2 separate regions of the Hordeum vulgare genome follow, and region 1 is linked to region 2. The links are chromatin contacts, called in public Hi-C maps. All regions are on one chromosome and are shown on one strand. Each heading gives the region's core, a stretch centred on a gene start, on an enhancer-like site or on the middle of the called end of the contact. The rest is flanking DNA. Distances are from core to core; before and after follow the strand shown. Region 1 has its middle 89 kb from the start of LOC123402403. Region 2 holds the start of LOC123402564 (protein RESPONSE TO LOW SULFUR 2-like).

Region 1 (5,976 bases), core at 1,767-4,266, 650 kb after region 2:
TCTTATGGGTTAAAACAGTGAAAAAATCCAAAAATTGTCCATGGATAATCATGTACTACGGTGCCTCTTTGATGTTCGGACTGCCTTGCAAGGCACCTCTGGGATTCAAGCCAGAGGGGAAGGAAGGGCCTAAGGACCGGAGCTTTTCACCAGGCATGTGTCATCGATCGTGACAACGGTGGTTGGTCCGCTACTTGGATCGCCACTTGCCAGCTAGAATTACATGTCGTGCGAGAACACACGTGACGCGTCGCCGCCCAACGCTGCATTCCGTTTCCAGAAGCCAGTGTCACAGTTGGAAACAAACAAGCAAACACCGGCATCAAGAAAGAGGTCGAGAGAGCAAGGCTTCCTTCAACCACCGGCATCAAGCAAACACCGGCGTTCATCCTTGTCTCCCGGTGTCGCTTCGTACTTGATTGTAGGTAATTCGACATTTTAAAGTATGGAATGATAAGTAATTCAGTATTGTACATAGGACCCTGCCATCGATTCATACCAGGCTCACCCTTAGTCTAACGCGAACTAGCCTATCACCATGCATTGTTCATGGCTCCCACCACCAATACAATGTCGTGCAACACATGTAGAACTAGTTGTCTATCAATCGACACGCCTCAATTAGTCTTCTAGTTAGCAGTTATGAAGTGAAAATTTATAGCATCCTCAATCTCATCACACTTTGTCCTAGGTTCCTAGTCCCAGTTTGGACAAATAGACAGAGTGTGCATTGGAACGAAGATTTATTTTTAAGGCTAACATAAGTACACCTCTGCTTTGATACAACCCCTAAAAGTACAGGAAAAACTGATGTTCAACTGATGTTCAACCGACCCCTAAAAGTACAGGAAAAACTGATGTTCAACCGACCCCTAAAAGTACAGGAAAAACTGATGTTCAACCGACCCCTAAAAGTACCTCTGCTTTTCTCTTACGCCCGTCGCATGCTATAATTGTCACGCGTCTTGATTAGGCCCACACACCACGTATATCGTTTATCCTTATCACTCTCAAACCTTGCCACTAATAGTTCTGTAGCTACTTCCATTTCTGCAACTGATCACCTGTTTCGAAAAACAAACCGTAATATATCGTATTTTGCAGACCGACTAAATGGTAATTCGGTTGGCGGTGGCCTCCCCGGTCATAAAGGTGTGACTAGCGTGGTTGGGTTGTTGCAAACCAATCACAGGCTAGATTCTACGGGTGTTCATGTTACAAAAATATATATTCTACAACATGACCCATGTTGCAATTTAATTTTCTGCAATACGATCCATGTTACAAAAAAATGCAACGCAGTCTATGTTAAAAAAACCCACAACATATTCTTTGTTTGCAAATGTTTTCACAACAAGACCTCTCTTGCAAATTAAAGTAATATGTCTGACAGATTAATTGTGTTAGATCCGATGACTCGCGAGGCGACGAAACCTTATAAGCCATCTGAGAGATCGTAGCCTGGCGTCCGTCCTATTTTCTGCATGCCACATGTCTCATGGCCAACATCATAAGTGTCTGCAACTAGCATGTTTTTATAATCTCTCATCATAACAACGGCTCTGTTGTAGGATCTGGATCCTTAGAATACGACAGTACGATGACTCGATGCTTCTGCAACATACTCAGTTGAAAAAAAAATCTGCAACAGACACTTGCAAAAAATTCGACAACGTGACCTCCATTGCAAAAAAAAAAAACTTGCAACAAGACCATAGTTGCAGAAAAACTGCAACAAGACCTAAGTTGCAAAAGTAAAAAAGCTACTCTGTCACTCGATGCGCCAAATCTGACAGCTTAAGAGCCGGCGAATATTTTTAAAATATCCGCCGACTGATGCATAGCACATCCCTAGAAGTACAAGTTGGTTCCCATACAGTTCTATAAGCTTCAGTTATGTTTTTCTTCTTTTCCCTTCTGTCTTTTAGCAACTTTCTTTATTTTTTCATTTGTTCCATTTTCAAAAATGTTTTATAAAATATGTTTGGAAATTTCAAATACTGTTTAGAATTTTTCAAAAATGTTGGGATGTCAAATAAAATGTTGAATTTTTAAATATTTGTTTTGCATCTCACAATATATTTCCATTTCAAAATTAGTTCAATTGCAAATATGTCTGCAATTTGAAAAAAAATGGGACTTCAAAAGAAATTTGTTGCCAAATATTGTTTGGAATTTCATTAAATACCCGTCTTTTCAGGTGTTCACAAATTTAATTTCATTTGAAGAAATGTTTGCTAGTTTCAAAAAATGTTTTCTTATTAATAATTGTTCATAATTTCAAATTTGTTCCCATTTTCAAATTTTGGTCACAAATTCATAATATGTATTACTTCTTCCATCCGAATTACTTGTTGCACAAATGAATAAAAATGAATGTATTTAGAACTAAAATACATCTAGATACATCCATTCTTATGACAAGTATTTCCGGACGAAGGGCGTATATTTTTAAAATTGTTCAAAATGTTATACATATATTCGCATTTTCAGAAATAATCTTGTTTAAATAAATATGTTTAAAATATTTAAAAAGTGTTGGCTTTTAATATTTTTCACTTTTTACAGATCAGTTCGTAAATTTAAAAAATATCTGCACATGAAAATGTTCCATATTTGGAAAACATAATGAAAATAAATTAAAAACTGGCGCCTACAGTGCACCAATTGGCAGGCACAGTCGAGCGCTCCTAGTGGCGAAGCAACGTAGAGAGGAGTGTGGTCAACGGGCCACACATGTTTTTGTCAAATCCTTTGTACACAAGTAGAAATCATGTGCTTTTTACAAATTTTAAAAAATACGTTTATCTGACATCACAGATTTGAAATGACATCACAAAGTTTTGATCCTGGCACCTCTACTCCGCTTCCCTTATCCGGAGGCTGTCAATTCGTCCCTTAATGCTAGAGGTTCTATAATTTGCCCGGAAGCGGGAAACAACCTCGTCTTCGCATTTGTCCGACTCGAATGGGCTGGGCCAGCCGGGATATAGGAAATCACTGTAGCAGTCGATGCGCTATAGCAACCTCACAATGTTGGGGCCAATACACTGTAGGAAAGCAGACACTATGGTGAACGATGCTCTGTCGCGAACCGGCTTATTGGTTGGTAATTTTTGAACATTTTCTAAATATATAAATATTTTCGAGAAAAGTGTTCAATATGTGTTTGAAAAAAAGTTCAGTGTATAATAGAAAAAGTTCACCTGGAATTTTTTTACCAAATATTAAAGAAGGGAATTAAAGAAGTATTTAGTGTGTTAAAAAATTTCTCACTGTATAATTATTTTTTAATCAGATATTAAAACTTGTTCAATATATGGAAAAAAGTGGTCTTCGTACATTAAGGAATTGTTCATCATTCACACCAAAAAAAGGTTCACCCTATATTGGGAAGAAAGTTAACCTCTCCCGCAGAAAGGGAAAACAAATTCACCTTATATTACCAAAAGTACAAAAAAGTATGGAAAATAATTGAAATAAGTAAAATCGAAAAGGAGAAAAAATTTGACAGCCCCCGCCGGCGAAATGGCAACAACCCCTATCACTCGCTGTGCTCTGCAATGTCCAAGGCCTAAGCATGGCGACACAACCCTGTCTTAGCCTGAAAAATTGACTAACAGTGAAATGTGTGCAGGGTATACAACAAATGGATTATTTTTTTCTCAAGTGAAAGATCATTTGCTTAGCACACCCATGTACAATATTTACGTCACTATCCACCATTCAGATGATCTATAAAGAGCGAGGGGTTTGCCAGTGAGGAGATCAATAGCTTATTTCATACTTTTCACTCCCACACCTTGGAATTATCCAGTATCATTGAGTGTATTATTTGTTGCATCTTAGCACAACTGAGGTTTTTGATAGACATAGGTATTGGAGGCATTGGGAACTACCGACTGATAGCCAAAATTACAGCATGCACTGTTGTACTTGCTCATTCTACTTGGCCACTTCAAGGCTCTACTATCCCTCATCCACTCATGCCGAGTCATCTTATACCGCATGCTCTCACGTAACTCAAGGGGACGAGCAATCAGATTTTGTGTGTCTTTGTTGGGATGGAATAGCGGTTGTCTATGCTTGTTCGACATTAGCAACAATGATGAAAAGGAATGCCAGAAACAAAAAGTGTCATCTTCGGTTAACGGTTAGTAGCGGCAACATGGGAGGCTTTGAGAATCAAACAAAGATGGTGATTTGGCGATACATTTAGGTCATGTTTGAAACCACTCAGATTATATAATCTAGCTTTTATAATCTATTTCATCTTCAAAAAGGACATATTATGGTATAGATTATAAAAATTAGATGGACACATTATTAAAAACTCACAATCTACTCTACCCAGCTAAAATCAGATTATGAATTGTTAATAACTCATTATCCTTGTAAAGTTGGAGATAATTACATTTCTACCACCGACACCCTTCTCTTTTAAATAAATAAATAAATGACAGACAGATCATTATGCAATGTAAAATCTGAATTACAGTTTATATGATCTGGCCTCTAAACATGTCCACCTAGATTATTTTTATAAATCAGATTATATAATTTATCTTCATAATCCAAATTATTATAATTCATTGTGCTTCTAAACAGGGCCTTAGTAAGCCCAAACCGTATGTTAGATAATGATTGACAGATTGGTAAGGACAAGAGAGTGAGAGCGTACAAAATCGTCTCACAAAAGTAAAACTATAATTTATTTAATTAGACAACCACGTGACCACAAACACTACAAATTACTTTTGTAAAGTGGTACAACAGTCATAGGTAGTTTTAATCCCTCCTATGTACAATCAGGCCAAGCCATGTTGTGCTATGTACGGCGCGCGATCATTAGCACGTGCTCGGCCACGTGAGCTTCAAGTGGGTAGCCCAACTGCTTCCGATTGCCAGGCACCGGAAAAATAAAGGACAACGATCTGCGTCCGTGTCTCGGTTTAAATTTGGACCGGTCGCATGCTATGTGTCGAATCTGGTCATCCTTGGCCGTTAGATCATTCCCCATCCTTTCCTCATTTTATTGTCAACCTCGCGCGCGGGAGAAAAGGAAATGGGAGGAGAGCACCGCCGCCGCACGTGCCGACCGCCTTGCCTCGTGTTCTCATCTTGTTTCATCATCGGTCGTTGCCTGTTGCCGCCCTTGTCATCCGTCCGCGTCGTCGGGCAAGGCCCTTGCCGCCGTCCTCGCCACCAGCTCCACCCATGCAACATCTGCACCATGTGGTTGCATCTCCATGTGGCTACGATTGCAGCTGCGGTTGCGACGACAACTGCTCGCCGACGCACTCGTCGCTGCTCATCCCCGTCGGTCTTCACCTTGTCGGTCGCACCTCCCCCCTATTGCAAATGCTAAAAAAAAGCTTCAACCCCCAGATGAAAAGGCTTCAACCCTAGATGAAAAAAGCTTCAACCGACACTACAAATCAGGGAATGATACAACCACTCACACAAAATGTTTCAACCTTAGATGAAAAAAGTTTCAATCAGAAGATAGAGAGATCTTTAACCAAGCGCTGCTCAAAAACAAAAAAAGTTTCAAACATTTTAAGAAAAGCTTCAAGCGTGGATGCAAAAAATTTCAACCGTGTATATGAAACCTTCAACCGTTAAGAAAAAAAAGCTCAAATCAAACACTGCAAGCAGAAAAAAAGCTGCAAATGTTGACACAGAAAGCTTCAACTGTATATGAAAAAAGAATCAACTCGCTACAGGCAACGGAAAAGTTGTGGTTGCAGCCCGCGGTCACCTCGGTCATCGTCGTCACGCACCCCGGTCGCCGTGGGGTTGCATCACGTGGATGTCGCCATGGTAGCACTCTCTGGCCCCGTTTGCATCATCTCTCGTGGTCTCATCGCGTCAGGCGCATCCGCCGCTGGTGAAGTTCCATCAGGCGAGATAGAGTCGCTCTGGTGGAGTCCTCGCCGGAGCGTCGGAGTAGGTGCGACACTCGCCGACAGCGCC
Region 2 (5,646 bases), core at 699-3,198:
GCAGATGGAAAGTTTCTCCAAAATAGAGTGCAAAGTAATACTTAGAATTTTTTTCCTAAGGATCCTAATACTGCGAATGTAGAATTCTTTTCTTATGATGAATCTAAAATCCCATGCAATTCCTTTGAACCAATGGAGCCCTTAAAGGGATGTTTATGTTTTAAAATAAATTAAACAAAAAATTTGTTTGTGCATCTCATAAATAAATACTTTCTCCATCCATGAATAAGTATCGTGTCGTATGGACAAATAAGCGACACTTACTTCCAAGCAGAGAGAGTACTCATGAATTTATTAAAAAAATATAATATAAATATGTAAAATAAGAATATATATTCATAGAACAAAGAAATATAAAATTAAAATTAATTTTAAAAATAAAAATAAAAACAAAAGGAAAAAATGACCGCTTTTAGGCCGAAACATGGGTGATGAAGACGTGAGCAATTTCTCCCAACATGTGAGATATAGCATTCACCAATCCAAGCTACAAGAAAGAACCTATGTTTTTTCCTGTATGTGTGTTGTTAGATTTGTGCGCCCTCAAAAGATGGTGGTCTTATGGTGTACATGATATTGTGAAAAATAAAGGTTTATCAAATCATCCTCTACCTCTATCGAGCAACTAGTTCTCATAACTTGACTTTCTATTTTCTATGATAGTTCCATAAAAAATGAACAGTTAGATAGCCTACTCACGTGTGTGATGAAGACGTGGGCAATTTCTCCCAACATGTGAGATATATCATCGCCAATCCAAGCTATAAGAGAGAACCTATGTTATTTTCGTGCGTGTGTGTTGTTAGATTTGTGTGCCCTCGAAAGATGTCGGTCTTATGGTGTAGATGATATCATGAAAAATAAAGGTATATCACGCCATCCTCCGCCCCTATCGAGCAACTAGTTCTCATGGCTCGACTTCCTATCTTCTATGATAGCTTCATGAAGAATGAACAGTTAGATAGCCTACTCACGATGAGCGATGGTGGTGTGGTCTTTGTTGCTCCATTTTAGGGTGGAGGACATAGGAATCTAGGGGGTGGTGGCCCACGATGGCAAGGCGACGTAGCCCTTGGAAAAACAGCGTACGTGGGAGGTTTTGGTCGGCGTTCTTGACCACATGGGTGGTGAGATGGCGACGGGTTACGGCTGCAACGTGGAGCTTTTTCCTTACCGTCAAATCCGAGGTTCAATCTCTCCCATCCATCATTGTCATCTCTCTCTCTCCCTCTCTCTTCCCCTCTCCCCCTCTCTCTCCCTCCCTCTCTCTCCCTCTTCTTCCCTCTCCCTCCCTTCTTCTTGCGACGACCTCCATTCTTCTTTTTTTGCGACGACCTCCGCCCTGAATTTGTTGTCTTAAAATTGTTTAGGTCGGATGTAACTAACACTAAAACGTGTTTCTATTACCCCTAGAAAAAAGTGTTTCTATTGGCTTTGAAATTTACTGTGCATCATATAGCTCGAGCTCACCCTAGCACTTTCCCTGATTCGCCTCCAAATCTAGTTAATATGGATGTCTTAGGTTTGACCTTGATCACCCAACTTTCACAATACTTTTACACTATGGTTGTTGCATCCAAACGTCTTTTTTTTTTCATTTGACAACCATTGTCATTATTATTATCATTTTCAGATGACATCTACGTATATGCATCAACGAGTTGTGAAACAAAGTTAGCATGGCACACAAATAGTTTGAAGATGAAACTCCAATTCATACATAAGTACTCCCTCGGTCCCAAAATTCTTGTCTTAGATTTGTCTAGATATGAATGTATATAGTCATGTTTTAGTATTTTGATACATTCATTTCTAAACAAACTTAAGACAAGAATTTTGAAACGGAGGGAGTATTAACCAAATAGTTTAAAACAAGTCAAATAGAAAACAATGATTCAACAATGCATACTTCTTTCAAAATTCATACATACTGTTCACCATACAGCCCGAGCTCACCCTATCACTTTCGCTCGATTCGCCTCTTCTTTGAACCAGGGAAACCCAACGAGCCGCCGAGTCTGGCCCGCCCGCGTCCACACCCTTCACCTCCGGTCACTCTCGCTCGATTCCCCCATTCCGTCGATATTTTTCGAGGTGCCAGAATCACCACCGGTCACTGCTGGCGTACTACCCGTCGCCGCCTCCCGTCCGCACGTCCAGATACACCGAACCTGGACGCCTTCCCGGCCCTCACCCCCGCCCATAAATTAACCCGAGCACCAGTTGCCACATCTCAAAGCAACCCCAGCACACTGCAGCCAATCATAACAGCCACTCAAGCACTCGATTCGTTTCGGTCCTCTCTCTCTTTCGAGCTCTCCGTGCTCCGATCTCGGTCCATGGCGCCGTCCATCTCCATTGCCGTCCCTACGCCGGCCTCGGGCTGGAAGAGCGGCAGGAAGGCCGCGGAGGGCGAGGCGGAGGCGGCGCTGCTGCGGCGCCGGAACGCCGAGCTGGAGCGCGAGGTGGCGCTGCTGCGGGCGGAGCTGGAGGCCGCGCGGCTGCGCGCCGAGGCCGCGGAGGAGGCCGAGGAGCGGCTGTGCGTGCAGCTCGGCGAGGCCGAGTGCGAGGCCCTCGAGCTCGCGCGCGCGTACCAGGGCGAGGTCCAGGAGCTCGCGCGGGAGCTCGCCGCCGCACGCAGCAGATAGCGGAGCACCTACAGCCTAGAGGCAGGCAGAGCGCGTCGGCCTCGACGAAGGCGGTGCAGCGGCAGTATAGATTCCTTAGACAAAATGTAAAGCGAGGTTAATTAATTACTCTGTGCTTCTAGAGATTCTAATAGAGGACTACTCCTTCCGTTCCTAAATACTACCTTCGTCCGGAAATACTTGTCCTAAAGATGAATATATCTAGACTTATTTTAATTATAGATACATCCATTATATGCATTTTTAGGACAAGCATTTCCGAACGGAGGAAGTATAATTCTTTTAAGAGATTTCACGTCTCATACGGGGCAAAATAAGTGAATCTCTAGTCTAAAGTATGTCTATATACATCTGTATGTAGTTTACCAGTGAAACCTCTACAAAAACTTATACTCCCTCCGTCTGAAAATAATTGTTCTAAAAATGTACAAAATGGATGTATCTATAACTAAAATATGTCTAGATACATCTATTTTAGGACAAGTATTTTCGGACGGAGGGAGTATTTAGGAACGAAGGAAGTACATACAAATGTATGTAGACATACTTTAGAGTGTATATTTACTCATTTTGTTTTGTATGTAGTCATCTAGTAAAATATCTTAAAACGCTTATATTTAGAAACGGATGGAGTAGTTTCTTGCCCGAGCAAGATGACAGTGGTTGTAACTTGTACGCGTACAGTTGAATACAGTGCTACAGGAGCGAGCAAACGTTTCAATGGAAAAGCGACCTGCACGTACGTTCATACCTGGCCAAACGGCCCGTGCATGGCCCGGCACGGTCCGTTGAAGCATGTTTAGTAATCGGGTCGTGTCGTGGTAGTCCGTGGGCTGCGCCTCCAAGCCTAGGTACGGGCTGTTGGTCCGATTAGTTTCAGCTTCATGGGCTTGTTTTTAGACTTATTGGACCATATGTTATGTATATACTCTGTATATATTAAAAATATAAAAATATATAAAAAGGCGTGCCGTGTGCCTCGCACGATCCATTTAAATCGTGCTGGGTCAGGTTCGTGTCGTGCCGTCTTGACGGGGTGACGGACCGGCCTGTTAAGGTACGTTGGGTGTTGGGTAACTGTAACTCTCCAGCTCGCTCTAGTTCTGTGCTTTGGGGATGATTTGCCCCAGTTGTTTGAATGACGGGTGGACCTGGCCCTATCTGTAAATCTCAGGGGGTGCAAATTATCAGATACTCTGAGAATGTTTTTTTACACGGACTTTTTGCTATAGGGACTAAAAAAAATCTCTTTTAGTCTTATATGAAAGAAACATAAGGGCTTTTTAGAGACTAAAAGAGAGTATTTGGGAGTGAAGGAAGAAATCCCTATCAAAGGGTCTTTCGGGGACTTTTTTGACACCTTTTTCCAATAGTGTCCTTATTTTTAGCATACCATTTAATAACTTCTAGTACATTATAGGGATAACATGGCCTTTTCATATCATTTAATGACCTTTATTCCTTGTTTAGTCCCTGAAAAAAAACAAATAGGGACTAGAGACTTTTCAATTGGAACTAAAAAAAATCTTAGAACTTTTTAAAGAAACAGAGCCTCTGTCTGTGCTTCTCAGGCGAGTCTATCGATCATGGAAACCTTACTCCCCTTTTTTTTTAAACGATGGGTTCTGCTTTTTTTAACTAGAACTTTTTTGAGAGAATTTTAAATTAAATTGAAAATCTTATTCCGCTGGGCAGGTAGGCCCAACTGGGAGGGAAATCAGGCCAGGCATTCGATTCTATTCACAGGCGAGAGAGCAGGCCAGGCTGAGCACTTGCCTATATCTCGCTTCACGCGAGACAGACAGAAGAGCATCTCCCTGGTGAAGCGGGGGTGCCAGATAATTTTTTCTTCTTTTGAGAAATCGGTGCACACGTAGTAGTAGTAGGGCGCGAAATACTTGAGGGAAACTAGCCCGGTTTCCATGTTTTTACTGATCTTTTTCTTATCTCTCCTTTTGCTTTTATTTTTATTCTGGTTTCTATGTTTTTTTATCGTTTTGTTATGTTTTTGGTTAGGCTTTCTTATTTCTTCTCCTGTTTTTCCCTTTTTATTTTGGTTTTTCTTTCATTATTGTTATCTGTATTTCTTTAGTTACTAATTTTCCTATTGTGTTTCTTTGTTCTCGTAGTTTTCATTTTATTCTCATAATACGCATTTAACATTTTTTAATAACATTTTTCTGGATACATGGTCAAGCACTTAAAAAAGGTTTGATTAATACTTTTGATAAACAAAATTAGTACATAGTCAATATTTTTTATATAAATATGTTTTACATTTTTAAAATCTTGATTAACATTTTTCATATACAAGATCAACATTATTCGAATACATGATAAATATCTTTTCTAAACACACTTTAAGAAAAAATATCAAATGTTTCATTAACATTTTAAAAGTACAATATTAACATCTTACACATGGTTAAACTTTTTTATACACATTTAACTTTTCTTTCATTGCTTGATAAACATTTTTTACATACTAGTTTAATATTTTTCAAATGCTAACGTTTAAAGAAAATGTTAAATGAGTATAGGAAATATTTTGAATGTATACAAAAAAGAACAATGTGTACGACAAAGTAGACACGTGTTGGAAAACTAAAATAGAAAAATTGTCATCGAACCAACAAAAAAAGAAACAAAATAACCTAAAACCAAAGAAAAAGAACAAAAGAAAAACATTGCAAAAACGAACAGAAGTGTACACATAATTAGAAAAAGGTAAATCAAAGAAAACCTGAAAAGAAAACAAAGAAACCTGAATTAAAAAACACAAAAGAAAAAAAAGGATGATGAAATCAGAGTGAATCGATCGAGCGTAGGAACACAATGGGGCGTGAGTGAAGCCGTCGAGTCACGCAATTAATGGGTAGACTTGTAAGCGATGCCTATTAGTAAATAGTATGGGCAACACATAGTTGTTGCGCTAGTTAAGCCATGCCCATTGGAAAGGTCACTCCCACCTTCTCACGGATTCACAAAGTGACGTACT

What was found. A called contact is a pair of places that touch in the nucleus more often than the background predicts.
Region 1: a contact with region 2 is called in a Hi-C map of leaf, with 2.7 times the contacts expected there. The contact joins the enhancer-like site here to the promoter of LOC123402564 in region 2. A contact is called at or near these places in 2 of 6 Hi-C or Micro-C datasets (both in leaf).

Annotation. Positions count from the first base shown.
Region 1 is chr6H:34,427,300-34,433,275 of MorexV3_pseudomolecules_assembly, forward strand. No RefSeq gene overlaps it. Among protein-coding and RNA genes, the nearest start is that of LOC123402403, 89 kb to the right of the region's middle. Within about 2 kb of position 3,017, at least 2 of the 3 cell types and tissues checked have open chromatin away from gene starts, as enhancers often do. A contact at or near this core is called in leaf, where this site is marked.
Region 2 is chr6H:33,780,339-33,785,984 of MorexV3_pseudomolecules_assembly, forward strand. LOC123402564 (protein RESPONSE TO LOW SULFUR 2-like) reads left to right here and starts at 1,949. Exons shown (of 1, transcript XM_045096486.1): 1 at 1,949-2,778. The coding sequence starts at 2,340. The coding sequence ends at 2,648.